Regions from separate parts of the Sminthopsis crassicaudata genome. Here region 1 is linked to region 2. A link is a contact called in public Hi-C data. All regions are on one chromosome and are shown on one strand. The core of a region is the stretch at or near the end of the contact, and the rest is flanking DNA. Distances in the headings are between cores, read along the strand shown. Region 1 holds the start of RRS1 (ribosome biogenesis regulator 1 homolog). Region 2 holds the start of PDE7A (phosphodiesterase 7A).

Region 1 (2,700 bases), core at 75-2,574, 690 kb after region 2:
AATATTTTTATTCTCTGTGTGATTGCAACATGGTGCTAACCCAACAATACAAAAATGTAACTTCAAGTGATCAATCTCAAAGATGAGGTACTGTTGTCATAATAACAAAAAACTCTCCAAAAGTCAGTTTTGCTATGGCCAATATACCTTATATTTACTATAGTTATTTCTTTCACATTGCTGGGTTTAGGGGCAAGGCACTTCCTTGATCTGAAAAAAATCCATTCAAAAAACTTTTGGCCTTCCCTTCATACCGAAGAATTCTAAATTATTATAGTAGTAAAATAAAATATGTGAATATGATGTAATATATTCAATATCAATAATATCAAAACCATAATGGGGAAAGTTATGATGTTTTCATTTTATTTATAAATATCTGTAATCATTAATCATCCCCTCAGACCTGACAAAATACTTTGTTTATACATCTTTAACAATGACGTATCATTTTGTTTTATAATTTTTCATTTAATATTTCCCCACTCCTCCCACCCACTGTACTAAATGTCCCGCCAAAGGCAGAGCTATTATCTTGATTTTTTTAATCTAAAAATCTTTCTCTTCCAGTACCCACTACTCTTTCTCACACAGCGGCTTGTTTAGTGTTCCTCGCCGGAATCATGGATCTTAATTGATAACCTTTTTATTTATTTTATTATATGTACATTTTATTTTTATTGATTCTTAGGTTCAGTTTGGGATCAAGAGCTGGAGGTAAAAAAGCACTGGCACATATCAAGAGCTGCTTGCTTCCTTCCCCCAAGTCATTTTTCACAAAGTGTCTTTTCCAGATAAAAAAATCAGGTTAAGTATTTTTTAAATTTAAATTTAAAAATTTTATTTCAATTTTTTCATCCCTCTTAATTCAAAGCTTTTCATACGACCCCATATGAGGTCTCCAAACTAACCGTGGGGACTCACGAAATTATGATTTATTATCAATAAGCGTTTGATTTGTGTATTTATTTTATATATCTATATATCTGGGGTCGCCTAAAAATTTCTCGGGAGAAAAGAGGTCCCGAGTGGAGTATCCTGCTCTAATTTATAAAGCGGCGAGATAAAATCCTGAGGAGATTCCAGTACCTCAGTTTGAAATTCAAACCGAGAGCCGGGAAGCATGGCATTCTGGGATCCGTAGTTCTAGCCGGGTCGCTAGGACTTGTAGTCCCACAAAGAGGATACCTCTTGACAACCCTCACCAAATCTCAAAGCGGTCTCCGGCCGTCTTGTCCAATAAATACGACAATGCTGCCCTCTGACGGTCGTGCTCCAGTACGACGGGGCCCGGAACTTCCCCTTTGACGCCGGAAGGGGAACCTTTTGACTTCCGGAAGAGTGTACGCGGAAACGCACGTGTTCCTGTCCGCGGCGTGTGTTAGTGGTTTCCTCAGCTACCGGTCCCTGTGTTTAGCCATGGGGGTCCGCAGCGCCGAAGAGTTGCTTGCCCGGGCCGAGCAGGCCGAGGCGGAGAAGCTGCGGCTCATCACGGTGCACAAGGACTTAGAGCTCGAATTTGACCTGGGCAACCTGCTGGCCACTGACAGGAATCCCCCTACGGGCTTGCGGCAGCGGAGCGGACCGGAGCTGGAGGGGCAGCTGCAGGGGTTGGCCCGCGACAACGTGCAGCTGCTTATCAACCAGCTGTGGCAGCTCCCCACGGAGCGCGTGGAGGAGGCGGTGGTGGCCAAGCTCCCCGAGCCCGGCCTGCGGCTGCCCCGCGAAAAGCCGCTTCCCAAGCCGCGGCCGCTCACCCGCTGGCAGCAGTTCGCGCAGCTCAAGGGCATCCGGCCGCGGAAGAAGACCAGCCTGGTGTGGGACGAGGTGAGCAAGCAGTGGCGGCGGCGCTGGGGCTACCAGCGGGCTCGCGACGACACCAAGGAATGGCTGATCGAGGTGCCGGGCAGCGCCGACCCCAACGAGGACCAGTTTGCCAAGAGGCAGCAGGCCAAGAAGGAGCGCGTGGCCAAGAACGAGCTGAACCGGCTGCGTAATATCGCCCGCGCCCACAAGGTGCAGCTGCCCAGTCAGGGAGGGATGCACCCCACTGGCTACCAAAGCCGCGCCGAGCTGGGCAAAGCCATGCAGGTGGCCAAGGTCTCCACCGCCTCCGTGGGGCGCTTCCAGGAGCGGCTGCCCAAGGAGAAGCCCCCCCGGGGCCCGGGCAAGAAGCGCCACTTCCAGCCCAACATCGGAGACTTTGCTGCCGAAAGGAAGAGTCAGCTAGAACTGATCAGGGTCATGAACAGCAAAAAGCCCAAAATGGACGTGACCCGGGCCACCAACAAGCAGATGAGGGAGGAGGACAGGGAAGAGGCTGCTAAGAGGAAAATGGCCAAGGGGGGCAACAGAAAGGGCCGGGGGGGCAAGCGGAAAGGGCGACCTCCAGGCCTAGGGGGGAGGGGGAAAGGAGGGCCAGCAGGCCCGGGAAGCAAACGGAAAGGGGGGCCTTCTGGTCTGGGGGGCAAGAAAGGACAGCGCCCAGCAGGGAAGAGGAGGAAGTGATCCTCTAGTATGTTCCATCACTGAATTGTATCGGTAGTGCCTTCTTGTGTTCGGGACCCCAGTGAGATCCAGACAGAAAGACGGGATCCTCTGCCCTCTGGTGCTCTGGTGAAGCGCCTAACTGGGGACCCGAAATCTAAATGCTTTGGACTTTGAAAAGTTGAATGGGGGGCAGTAATCCAGGGATTTTTG
Region 2 (2,798 bases), core at 182-2,681:
AAAAGAGGGAAAGAGAGGCTGAGAGAACACACTTGATCACAAAAAAGTAATAAATAACCGAACCAGCTCTGTCAAAGTGACCATAGGACGACTGGCAACTAAATTCTCGACAACTAGCATGCATTCAATACAACTCTATTCTGTTTGAAGTCTCATCAGCTGCTCCTGCCTTCTAAATAAGTTCTAAAGTAAAAAGTGGGAATTACGCTTAAAATTTCTGGTCACCATATATATTTTGCCTTTCTCTAAACTTCATTTTTTTTTTTTTCCCTTTATAATGTAGGTACAAAGGAGTTGAAGGGGTAAAGACTGCCGAGAGAAAACTGAGGAAGGTTCATCCAAGGTTGATTTTTTTTTTCCGGTTTGGGTTTTTGTTTTTATTTATTTATTTATGTTTTTAGGTTTAAAAGTCCCATTTAAAAGAACGGGAGATTAATTTCAGAAGAACTTCAAAGATGAATCTCAGAGGAAGAGTATAACTGGAGAAGGGTCAAATGATAAGAGGACAGGTGTTCTTTCCTGGCTGTTACCTAGGGGGCAGGGAGTTTTTAGATGGCGGTGGGTCGGGTTGAAAAGCAGAGGGTTAATACCGGGGATTTTATTTAATAGGCCGGTCACAGAAGGGAAGAGAAAGGAATGAGGGTGTGTAATCTGGGGACAACTGGGGGGGTACTCGTGTGTGCAAGCGAATGGGAAAAGGCAGGCGTGTGTGGTTAGAGTGAATTGAGGCTTGGGGCAAACGAGGTGTGTACGTGGTTGGGGGGGGGGGAGACAGGATGTGTATTGGGATGGGGGGCAGGCGTGCGTGTAAGTTGGGAGGAGCAGAGGGGTGGTGTGTGTGGTTGGAGGGAGGTAGGCAAGTATGTCTATGTGTAGTTGGGGGAAATGGAGGGGTGGGAAGGTAAGCCCCCAAAGGCCACCTGTCTGGATGAAAAGGAGCAGGACCGCATGAACAGGCAGATTGCGGGGAGTGGGGATGGTAAGAGAAGGGGTTCCCGAGGTTACACAGTGGAGCTCTACAGACAATGAAAGGGGGCGGGGGCCGGCACCGGCGCGGGACGGCGGGGAGGGGAAGGGTCCGTCGGGCGCGCGGCTGTGGTGGTTACCTGCGAGAGCTGCCGGGGGTTGGGGCAACCGAAGAGCGCCGAGCTGGAGCTGAAGCTGATGGCTCCTCGGCGGCTGAGGACGTGCTGAGGGACCGGCCTGTCCAGAGGCAGCACCGGCAGCTGGTAACATACTTCCATTGAATACAGCCGCTCTGCTCCCCGGCCCGGCTCCGGCCCGCCGCAGCCCCGCAGCCGCCGGGCGGGGGGACCCAGGAAGCGCCGGAGAGGAGGAGGAGGAGGAGGAGGAGGAGGAGGAGAAGGCGGCAGCGGCGCGGACCCCGGCAAGGGAAGCCGCACTCACGCCTCCCCGGGACGGGGGCCGGCCCGGCCTCCCCCTCCCCCTCCCTCCCACCCCAGCCCCACCGCCCCCTACTTCCCCCGCCCGGGAAGACGCTGCGGCGGCGGCGACTGTTAGAGACGCGCGTCCCGCTATTGTCAAGAGGGAAGAGGGGAGTGGAGCGGAGCGGGACCCGCAAAGTCCCGGAGGTGCCTCGGGATCTTCGGTTGGCCGGGGAGAGAAAATCGGGGCAGGCAGAAGAATTTTTTTAAAAAGAAGGGGAGGCGAGCTTAGCACAGAGGGAGAGAAGAGACCGTTGCTGCCGGCGGCGAGACCCAGGGGCGCGCGAGGCTCCGGGACAGGCAACTGGCTTTCTCTGCCGCCGCTGCTACCACCTCCACCTCCACCTCCTCCTCCTCCTCCTCCTCTTTCTCCTCCCCCCTCTTTCTTCGTCTTCCCCTCCCCCTCGTCCTGACTTCACTCCGCCGCCAGCGCGAGCCCGGCGTAATTCACACTTTGCAGTCCCAGACAGTGCGCCAACCACCGCCGCCGCTGTGACGTCACGACGCCACGCCGCCGCCGTCCCTGTCGGAGGGAGGCTGACGAACGGGTCCCGGGTAGTTAATTTACGTCTCCTCCCTCTGACTCTCACCACTTTTGACTATCCCCTCCAACCACATTCCATACTGACTTCCCACTCGCTAGCATCCTCTCCATTTTTCTTTCGCGCTCACGCACTCGATCTCCGAGCGCGTGCGCTCTCTTCCCACACAGTGGCGATATTCTCCTGGTGACCCCCTGCCCGCCCTCGCGCCTTCTGAGGGGCGCACCCTGCGCCCCTCCTCGGGGACACCAGACTAGCTTCTCAAGATCGCCTTCTCCTTCCTTCCATTCAGGCACAGAAGTACAATCTAACGTAGAACTCTTCCCCAGCTTCCAGCTCTGACCATTGGGTCACAGCTTTCCTCCAATCTAGTAGCCTATTTTCATTTCTCTTAAGAACCTATGCGCCAAGTGACGTAATATGCCGTCATGCTAATGACGTCATTCCATGCCCGCTGCACTACTAGCAGGTGCACCGAAATAATTGGTCCTGGAAAAGTGACAAAGGGAAATTGAGGCAAAGGGACTGTGATCTAGGAAGAGGAAGAGGGGAAAAAAAGAAAACTGGTGGAAGAAATAGGGATAAAAAACCAGATAAAGTAATTTGTTGGTGTTAAAGAAAAACCTAACTGAAGCCACTGCTTCACCCTCACTATCGAGGATTTTGCATTCCTTTGCATGCTTGCTATGTTTTAATATGGTATGTCATTGTTGCTCACATTTTTCTTAGAAGCTCTTAAATCCATCTTTCCCCCCTAGTTTCAGCAAACCTTTCTCATATTGGTATGACTGCTGACATGGCTTAGGTTTAA

The links. A called contact is a pair of places that touch in the nucleus more often than the background predicts.
Region 1: a Hi-C map of hippocampus shows a contact between it and region 2, with 2.7 times the contacts expected there. The contact joins the promoter of RRS1 here to the promoter of PDE7A in region 2. A contact is called at or near these places in 2 of 2 Hi-C or Micro-C datasets (fibroblasts and hippocampus).

The regions. Positions count from the first base shown.
Region 1 is chr1:274,205,532-274,208,231 of ASM4859323v1, forward strand. It overlaps RRS1 (ribosome biogenesis regulator 1 homolog), which reads left to right and starts at 1,325. Exons shown (of 1, transcript XM_074278799.1): 1 at 1,325-2,700. The coding sequence starts at 1,420. The coding sequence ends at 2,508.
Region 2 is chr1:273,515,248-273,518,045 of ASM4859323v1, forward strand. PDE7A (phosphodiesterase 7A) reads right to left here and starts at 1,432. Exons shown (of 12, transcript XM_074278791.1): 1 at 1,107-1,432. The coding sequence starts at 1,244. LOC141549338 (a long non-coding RNA gene) reads left to right here and starts at 1,143. Exons shown (of 3, transcript XR_012484331.1): 1 at 1,143-1,229.